2 separate regions of the Gasterosteus aculeatus genome follow, and region 2 is linked to region 1. Evidence: chromatin contacts called from public Hi-C data. All regions are on one chromosome and are shown on one strand. Each heading gives the region's core, a stretch centred on a gene start, on an enhancer-like site or on the middle of the called end of the contact. The rest is flanking DNA. Distances are from core to core; before and after follow the strand shown. Region 1 holds the start of tmem158 (transmembrane protein 158). Region 2 overlaps deptor (DEP domain containing MTOR-interacting protein).

Region 1 (4,867 bases), core at 2,214-4,713:
TTCAGGCTACAGAGAACAGTTCAAAAAAGAATCTGAGATATAGCCTCTAATCAATTTTATTGTAATTGAAACCGCCGAAACATGAATACAAATAAGCACGTCCATTAAGCTTGACGTTATAAATCAATGTAATAATATAATTATTGAAACCCTCTATACGTCAATCTGAAACAACATCTATTTTTTTCACAACGTATATTGGGAAAAAACTAATACATTTACTATAGACTATAGGTTAGATATGTGACAGCACACTTTAAAATTCAGTTTTCAGTGAAAAAATCCTACACATGGGATAAGGCAAAAACTTTCTAGAAATATTAAAAACTATACAAACACTGTTAAAAGATAAAAGTGTGCACAGTTTACGTTGACATAATCTATAGGAAGGCCTACAAGGGTATACAAAAAACATTGGTGTTGGTCCCAGTATAAATTAATATTGGCTATTATAATCCATCATACTTTACCTTGGTTGTCCAAGTATGACGAGGAGCTTTATTAGGGATTAAAGAACACCCAAAACTAAAACATTTGGTCAAAGTGTCTCCAAAGCTCCTCAATCATTCATTCAGGAGAACAGTTGAATGGCTACAATTATAGTATAGGCAGCACAGGCTAATTATAATAAAGAATATTTCAATTATCTCGGTCTCCTCTGCTCCATCCCATTGGGCAGAAATCCTGCAATGATCGGGACTGGCCATATGAGAGCAGCAACACTCCACACAATGATAACCAAAGTCATGAAACATGCCACAAGTGTCGACTCGATGGGCTTTCGGTTCAGCCTCCAACTTTTGTCCCCCTTCAGCTCGTCGAGGCTGAAATCCACGCAGCAGAAAGTGACCTGATCCCCGGCCTGCTGGCCCCTCGACCTGCCCTGACCGAACCTCCGGTACCGGGACATCCCGCAGCCCACGCACAGCCGCAGCTCCTGCTGACCCCCGGTGACCCCGAGGTGCTCGATGACGACGGGGGAGATCGCCCTGTTCAGAGACGCGGAGAAAAAAGCCCTGCCGTGGTTGTTGGTGGTGTAGATGAGCACGTCACACTGGAAGCCGAAGCTGCTGTCCCAGCGGGCCACCAGCGAGGTGGGCTGCAGCCTCTGGACGCTCACGTTGCACTGGGACAGCGGCTGCAGGGGGGAGCCGTCGGGGGACGCGGCGTCGCCGCTCTCCTCCACGGACCTCTTGGAGAAGCGCACGTCCACCTCCAGGTTGGCCACGAACGTGTCGGAGGAGTTGGTGGGCGGCAGGAGGAGGTCCTCGTCGCTCCAGCCCTGACATCGCTGGAGAATCCCGGCCACCGCGGTGAGGGCCAGCAGGAGAGCCGGGGAGTCGTTCAGCATGGCACAGGGCGCGTCTCTCCTGCTCGCATGGTGCTGTGATCGATCCGCGGGCGACAAAAAAAAGGGGGGGCGGGAGGCTCGCGGTGAGAAAATGACACCGATCCCTGTGTGGAGTGATCAGATCCCCCTTCCCGACTTGGAGGTGATTGGAAAACGTCCAAAAGCCCGTCACATGCGCGTGTCCCCCCACCCCCCACCGCCCCACCAACACCACCCCCTCTTTTGCGTGTTTTCCTTCTGACTTGATCTGCCAATGCGCCCTGCAGTCGCGGCGCGGCGGAAGAAGCAGCAGGCTGGGCAGCACCGCGCGTCATCCCAGCTCGGAGCTTCCCTCGGCGTCACTCCCCCCCCCCCCCCCCCCCCCGTCCCCTCCCTCCCCCCGCTGTCACTTCAGGTGTGAGCGGCGCCGAGCTCGAAAACAACCGAGGAGCGGTGACGGGAGAGCGCCCCCCCCCCCCCAGTGCGCAGGGACACAAGTTATACAAACAACCCTCACGCTCAATGCAACTTTCTCAATGACATGAAATGAAATGTCTTGTTCTGCGAATTACTTTTTTTTCGCGGATGAGAGTAGAATGAATAACCAATATAAGGGATACTGGATACAGCCCTCAATGCAAGCAATTATCAAGTAAAGTTTAGCACATTTCTAGCTTCTCTATTTTTAATGCAAATATCACATCACCATGAAAGGATTTCAAGTGGTGCCGTGACTTTCACTGCTGTCATCTGCGCCAGAGAGTTGGAAGAGTTGGAAGTTAATCTCCATCCCACACAGGAAAGATTAACAAGCGACCTTTATTTGACCAGATTACGATCACAGCCCGGCATGAACGTTGGCCACTAACAGCTGAGCCGTCGGCAGCAGGGGCGTAAGTGCCTTGCTCAGGAGCGCAAGCACTGTGGTAAAGGCAAAGGCTACTCTCTCGCTGTTAGATGGCGGCTAAGAGCTGAATATATTTCCCTACATACAGGGACAATACTACCAAAATTGAAGCATCTGAGGACAGATTTGAACATACTCCATTTGTAAGATTTAAAAATGTCATTCAGCGTTTTTCATTCAAGCATTGAAATCCACTTTGCTGCTGTTCATTTGACTTACCTAAACAGACCGTGTATGCGGGCAACATAAATGCAATAAATAGAAAGCCCAAACAATGACATGACAATAAACCTTTGTTTCGTCCAGCTGGTATCTATGAAAACATCTAAGCGGGACATCCAGCAGTCCGTAATCCCTCTGCTTGTTTGTTCATCTGTTCTGTGCGCTGAGAGCTTTGTTTGTTTCTCTCAGCCATATTGTGTACTCAGGGAAAGCCAGATTCATCAATAAACATGTGACTCCACTGTGCTGCAGCAGCAGGGGTTTTGTGCACAGCGTGCATTACCTGGCTGCCATCTCTGATGACACTCTCATCGGCCATCCCTGGCCTCGCCCTCTTTGTATTTGGGATCCAACACTTTATCACAAACAGCAAGTGTGATTACATTAGCCACACAACAGCCGGGGACACAGCTGCGGTTAATCTCAGTTTGGTAGGCTCGTAATAAAAGTTTGAAATATCAGGACTGGAGGTTGAGCACCTGGTCCATTTTGGCGAGGAGGGTTTCAAGCCGCGGTCAGCGTGCGAATCAGCGCTGGCCTGAACTCAATTCCAGGCCCTTAAAAAAATGACTTTCATGCAATTCAGAGTTGGGGTGGTGATCAAAACGTGCCTGGAGGGTCCGGACTGTCTTCAGCTCCCCAACAGGACTGAACAAAGGGTCAGTTTTCCAACCAGGTCTTTAAACATATCCAGCGGCGTTTGCTTATTCGATTATTACTGATAATATGTGAGTTTGCTTCGTAACATGAACACAATTCCATATAAATGCTCAAACTAGACAATTCAGATGAATAAAATAGCATTAATTGGAGGTTTAACACGTTGCACGCGTTGCAGTCATTCTGTCCATCTTAGACTCTCTTCCCTCCTAAATCAGTTGATGCATCTTGCTTCTGGTAAGAACTTCTAATGAAGAAACAGGCATTCTTTTTTAACAAAATCCTCTTCCTAACAATGTATACATAATGCATCAGCAAAGATAATAAACTATTAACAGAATCACGTCATTGACCGAAGGCTAAATTGTGATGAATTATTCTCTTTCATCTTTGCAGGCTTGGAAACATGAATGTCACTTGTATGAATGGTTTTCTTCTGTGATGTCTAAATGGTGTCATTTGCTCCAGATGCCCGCCTCTGTCTATTTGATGTGAGGACCATCAGAAGTGAAAGGTGCTTTGGTGTCGATTTGCACCTGAAAGCTTTAGTCCACTCGTCGCTGATTGATTATGAAAGTGAATTCTGCTCAACATCTTTGCTTTAAAACAATTGTGTAATTGTTTGTATGTCTTTCTGCACATTCAGACATCTCTCTGCTGCTCGCAAACACTCCCGCGCACTTCCAAATGCTGGTCCCTCCCCATCAGATATGCTCCAAGTCTAGACAACGTACCGGCGGACTGAGCAAGAAAATGTAAATGACTTTCGTGTTCATTACTTATGCTATAAAAATGTAAATTGCTTTGGTGACAAAAATGCAAATGAGACTAAGATGAAAGTCTCTTGTGCCGAAGGAGGATGTATGAAAGATTCATTTTCTTAAAATGTGACTCTTTATTCAGGAGGAGGACCGGTTAGTGGCTCCTGGCTGACTGAGCCGGATCCGACACCATTAGTCCGACTCGCCGGCTCATGTGCACAACTGGCTTCTTAAAGAAGTTTAGGCCTGAATAGCCTCGCAGACGCTGCGTTCCAGCCCCTCTGTTTTACATCTGAGCCTGATGAATCCCTCACGTCTCCGGTAGGCCTGTCATACCGCCAATCACTGCAAGGACCCATCACCACGGCAACAACGGGGGTGTCGTGGACACATTCTGTTTTGTCGATAGCAATCACAAAACTAATTTCTGTCGTCCTAGTCGTGCTGTCACACACGTGTAGGATGCTGAGAGCATCTATCATCGCCCTCGTCTCTCCTCTGAAGAAACAACACAAGCGATCCACTCAGCTGGCAAAGAGATGGAGACAAAGTGTCAGGACAGCGCTGAAGTACATCAGAGATGATATTAAATTCAGGCCTTAATGCCGAACATCCCAAAAAATAAAGCTTCATCAACTCCAGCAAATCAAATCTAATGACAAATGACTTACAAACGGTAGCGGATGAAGTATTCGTCCTTTATTTAACCTATTTTAGAAATCAACTTCTCCGCTGGAAGGACTTTTGTGATTATCATTTTAAAGAGAAAGCCTAGGAAATATGAAGTTGGCACATGGAATATGAAATATGTGAGCAATTACCAGGAAACAAGGGGGTAAAAAAGTTGCCACTTTGTTTCATTATAAGAATTGTTGCACAGACCAATTTAGGAGCTTGAGCCACACTGGAGCAGATTTCTTTGCGATTGGCCTGAGCTGCTCCGATGTTGATGTCTCATTTTAATAAGCTTTATGAAACTGCAACGCA
Region 2 (4,714 bases), core at 1,562-4,061, 70 kb after region 1:
TGCACTGCTAGTGTGCCGCTGTGGGAGCCACATGGCCACACGTTTATTTATTAGGAGTTCGTTTCTAGGAGGTGTAATCCTCTTCTACTTCACCGGAGTAGTTTTATTGATGTGCAATTGTTGAGCAGCAACAGAATCCAGCTCAGGGAACGCAGTGCTGTGAGGAGATGAACTTCCAGACCTCAGTGGATAAAAGCACACGCTTCTATCCACCTCACACAGGAGCACACGTTAGCATCGTCCCGACCACAATGGATCTGAGCACTTATGTTACTAATGCACTTTTATAAAGCAGCAGCAGCAGCAGCATGGTGCGTGTTTTCCTCGCAGTGTGCGCCGGCTGTGCCCCATGTGACATGTTTGTACACCGTCACGTGTGTGTACTGAACAGCATGTTCTCTATCACAAGCTCAGATGAATCGGACACTGTCGCATTTTGAAATCTTTAAATATCCGAATACTACGTGTCACACGATTAAAATAACATTAAGCCTTGAGCATAGTGACTACTGTGAAGTGTGTGAAGACACAGTTATCAGCTGAGACGCGCACGAAACGACCCTCTGAAAGGAAAACGGTTCAACAGTTTGGGAAAAACTTTTATATGCCTGTTCTTGCAAATCCAGAGACCCTGGATTCCTGCAGCCCCCGTGAGATTGCCAGGCAACCAGAAGACTAAAGTGTTGACTAGTGAGCTATTAAAAACACACCGTGTGGAATAATCCTGATTTAACCCCATAATTGGTTCCCCCAAATATATGTTCCGATTCAGGCCAGATTGCCTTTGATTTGAAGTTTAGTTTGAGGGAGGTCATTTTGCTTTATGATGGGCCAAATTAGCATCGGGCAATTGGTTGGATCGGGATCTTAGTTCAAGAAAATACTCAAAAGAAGAAGTTTCTCAACCTGTGTGTGGTTTCAACTTGTTGGTCATTGGGTCTCTGGTTTTCTGATTCCTCGAGGGACATAAAGGCAAACATGGCCTCAGGTCCTCATCTGTAGTATTTCGGTAAAGAGGGACTATTCTTCAGATGTTATTGCTGCAGAAATATCTCAGCGAGGCCTCCTACGTGTTGATTATTCTCTCTCTCCTCAATATGCTGGTTTATGACTTTTGGGTCCAGCTGGGCCCTCAGCCAAGACCGACTGCCGCGCAGCCTGAAAGGAGAGGAGTAGCAGTGGGGGAGAAAGAGGGGGAGGTGTTTGAGTCGGAAAAAAACGTGAAGACATTTGAAGGAAAGGCTGAACAGATAAAAAGAAATATATGCTGCACAAGTCTAGATATGCTTACAGTGAGTCTACAGCAAAATAATTAACAGTCTACGCTGTTCTTCACTATCGCATTTTCAATCTCTCTTTTCCCGTAAGCCTGTTGTTATCTTCCCTGAAACATTCATCAAGTCCACAGAAACCTGTAGCAGCAATCTCTTTGGAAAAAAAGAGAGTAACCTGTATGTCACATTAGATTATGCAAGTCAGGGTTTAAATAGCTGCGCCTTGTAAATGGCCCCATGAAACTCCTCCATAACAGTTTTTCTTCCACCGTCAGTCAGCCGTCTGCACTTTGTTGGTTTACAGCCAATATAGATATCGCAGTGATTTACGTGCTCTTGTTCTCGTTGACGTGCCTCAAACTCGCGTCTTGCAGAGCTTTTGGACGGCTTTAGCTTTAGCAGTGGGCAGAAACGGCAGCATCATGTTGCAAGAACAGCAGCCAGAAGGCACCTCAGAAAGCCAGCCGCATTTCCATCAGTACCGTCGAGTTGTAACTGTGGTTCAATGGCGATAAGTGACTCCGGAGAGCTTTAAGCCTGGCTGTCATGTTGTATCTGGTGTTGTTTTATATCAGGTAATAATGTCAATGATTTACATCTTGCTCTTTACTGTTGGAGCTTTGAACATGTTGCCATTTTTGCTTTTGTCTTACTGATTCGTGGTGCGACTGCTGATGTTCTTTGGCTTTTTTAAACTGCGCTGCGAGTTGACAAATGTCTGTTGCGCCTAAATGTTTGGAGCTTGATCTCTGTAGCGATCAACAGCGTGGCTCATTCAATGAGTTTGGGGGCCCCGGGGCAAAACTGACCCAAAACTGGTCGGGACCTCCTTTTGATATGTATATACAGTAGTTTGACATTTTGGAAATGCGTATTTACATTTTCGGTTGATGCCACTCTCTTACTCTTACTCTTTTCACACTGTTTTTTATTTTGTTGGGATGAAACTAACATAGGTGGAGATTTTTACTGTTGGAATGAATCGTGTAGCTTTTTCCACCTGTTTCCAGTCCCAGTCCTAGTTTAACGTCAGAGTAGGACAGACAAGAGATTGAAATCCTCTCTCTGAAGTATTTGCAAGAAATGTCATTACAGCTCATCACAGGTCCTTGTTATTTCAGTTGGTATGCACAAACAACAAAAATGTCAATGGAAGCCAAATTCACTCCTGCAGCATAGATAAAAATGTTGACTATAACATTGACAAGTATTTCAGTTCTGGTTTCTCAGGTTTCTCACGTTCAAAAGTCTCACGTATCTCATTCTAAACACTGTTGATGTGGTCTTGGCTCCCTTGAAAAAGATCTCATTTAGACAAAAAAATAAATAAATAAATAAATGAATAAAATAAAAAAAAAAATATATATATATATATATATATATATGTACATTAAACATGTCCACATCCTGTTACCTTGAGAGCGTCATAGCCAAAGCGTCCATTAACTCGCTCCTCTTTGTGCCTCTCTTCTCAAGGTGTGTCACTTTGTGGTGTCGGTGAACGGACGGAACGTCCTCGCCCAGGACTACCGCGCCGTCAGCAACCTGATCCTGACCGGACCCAGGACAATAGTCATGGAGGTGATGGAGGAGGCGTAGGTTTGAGTGGAGGCGCGTCAGAAGAATGAGTAATGCAGTAATAACATGGGGACTAGAAGGTTCACGGCTTGAACCTCAAAACCACAGAGCGACGTGGAAAACTCTAAATACAACTCGCGCTCTTCCTGTTTCAATAACGTTTGGACAAGGTGGAGGACTGCGAAACAAACACGTCGAGTAAATCCTTCAGCTTGCAGGCTGCGCTTTACTTTTTTTCTTTGGATTTATAAATATATGTACGTTCTCACTTTTACACACGGTACAAACGCTCTCAGTCCCCAAACTTGTTACGTGTGGAAAAAGGAACACCCACGTTCCCTGTTTTTGTTTGAGTTTAAAACCAGAACTGTTCCACGATTCTGTCGCTGACCATGAGAAGGGTCTAAAGGCCAAAGGATGAACAAGCAGAATCCGAAAGAAAAAGGAAGATTGTTTGTTACTGACATAGTCGGTGACCTCTCCCCTAGTTCGACTCGAACCATGAACGTAAGCCCCCTGATGGCTCGACACTGTCCCCTGCTGGCAGCGAGGGAGCATTCATGCAACCTGTGAATTACAGGGGTGGGTTCAGGGTGTTTGGGCAACATTCTGTTAAATAGAAAAAACCCCTCAAATTTCTACCCTTGTTGTGTGAAAGACATTTATGAATAAATTGATGCCTAGGTAGATTTAGGTGTAGCTGCTAGGAATGTTATAAAACGTGTGTGTGACATTACATGCACAGTGTATATAGGACAGTTCCAAAATACTTAACGCACAAGTAAACTGCGACTGGTCTTTATCAGATTAAACCTCATAAACCACATTAATGAGAACATGTCAGAGACTTTATACACTTTTTCTAAAGAATAAATCTTACTTATAACATGTTTATTATTTTTAAAGATATATGTTTAAAAAGAATAGGCACTTAAAGAGCAGATATTTTATGTTGAGATGTTGTCAACTTTAAAATATTATCAAAGATGTGTTGTGTCTATTGACAGAAAACAACAGAAGTGCCAAATACATACTTAACTACACTTGGAGTTGTGTGCTGCCAACCAGATTTAATTTGGAAACTTAAAATATTTTCTCGTAGCAAATAGATTTAGTTAAAAATGTTAATGTATGTTGAATTAATGGATAGGATTATCATTGGAGCACTTGACCTAATAAGCATTTGCTTAGAATTTGAATATGTATACGCTTATATACATGCTTATTCTGTATGGAAGCACAGATTCTAGACATATCTTGTTAATATACTAGAATGTCAGCTGCAACTCGGCACAGATAATCGTTTCTTCATTATTGTTTGGTTGAAATTACCTTTAAAAAGGTTAGCTGGATTTATGAAGGCTTAACATTTCTATAAGTAGATTAGTACCTCATTAGCTTCCAAAACATCAACAGAGTTTAAAGCGTGTCGAAAGACATGGCCACCAAGGTCGAGCACGGGTTGTAACGCGCAAGTTGCTCCTACAGTAAGTGTCTGTAATCTGTGTTTAACTCGGGTCAACACTCATTCCTATACCTTTACAGGCTTTGCCCCTAAGAGCATCCTGGCAGCCATGCGCTGTCATAAAGATTCATGGCTTTCCCGTAAATTGACTCGTCTCTCATGAAGCTCCTTTCTAGTCCTCCGACTACTCAAAGCGCTTTACGCTGCATGTCGCAATTCACCCAATTACACATCAAGGGTTTGTCCTGCTTAAACGATGTGATGTGCGAGCCTCAAATTGTGATGATAATTTGAAATCTTTCAGCACAGTCGGGGGCCTTCCTGCCTTTATATCGTGTGGAATTTACAGCTTGTGTGTTTTCTGCTTGTGGACATTAGTGCCATGTTGACACCCTGC

The links. Hi-C and Micro-C count contacts between places; a contact is called where the count stands out from the background.
Region 2: a contact with region 1 is called in a Hi-C map of skeletal muscle, with 8 times the contacts expected there. The contact joins the enhancer-like site here to the promoter of tmem158 in region 1. A contact is called at or near these places in 3 of 6 Hi-C or Micro-C datasets (skeletal muscle and tail fin).

What each region holds. Positions count from the first base shown.
Region 1 is chr20:11,965,176-11,970,042 of fGasAcu3.hap1.1, forward strand. It overlaps tmem158 (transmembrane protein 158), which reads right to left and starts at 3,464. Exons shown (of 1, transcript XM_040166039.2): 1 at 41-3,464. The coding sequence starts at 1,351. The coding sequence ends at 644. It overlaps LOC120809997 (a long non-coding RNA gene), which reads left to right and starts at 3,745. Exons shown (of 2, transcript XR_005710182.2): 1 at 3,745-3,874; 2 at 4,023-4,867.
Region 2 is chr20:12,035,485-12,040,198 of fGasAcu3.hap1.1, forward strand. It overlaps deptor (DEP domain containing MTOR-interacting protein), which reads left to right. Exons shown (of 10, transcript XM_040165355.2): 10 at 2,751-4,714. The coding sequence ends at 2,873. Among protein-coding and RNA genes, the nearest start is that of LOC120810076, 10 kb to the right of the region's middle. Within about 2 kb of position 2,812, at least 2 of the 9 cell types and tissues checked have open chromatin away from gene starts, as enhancers often do.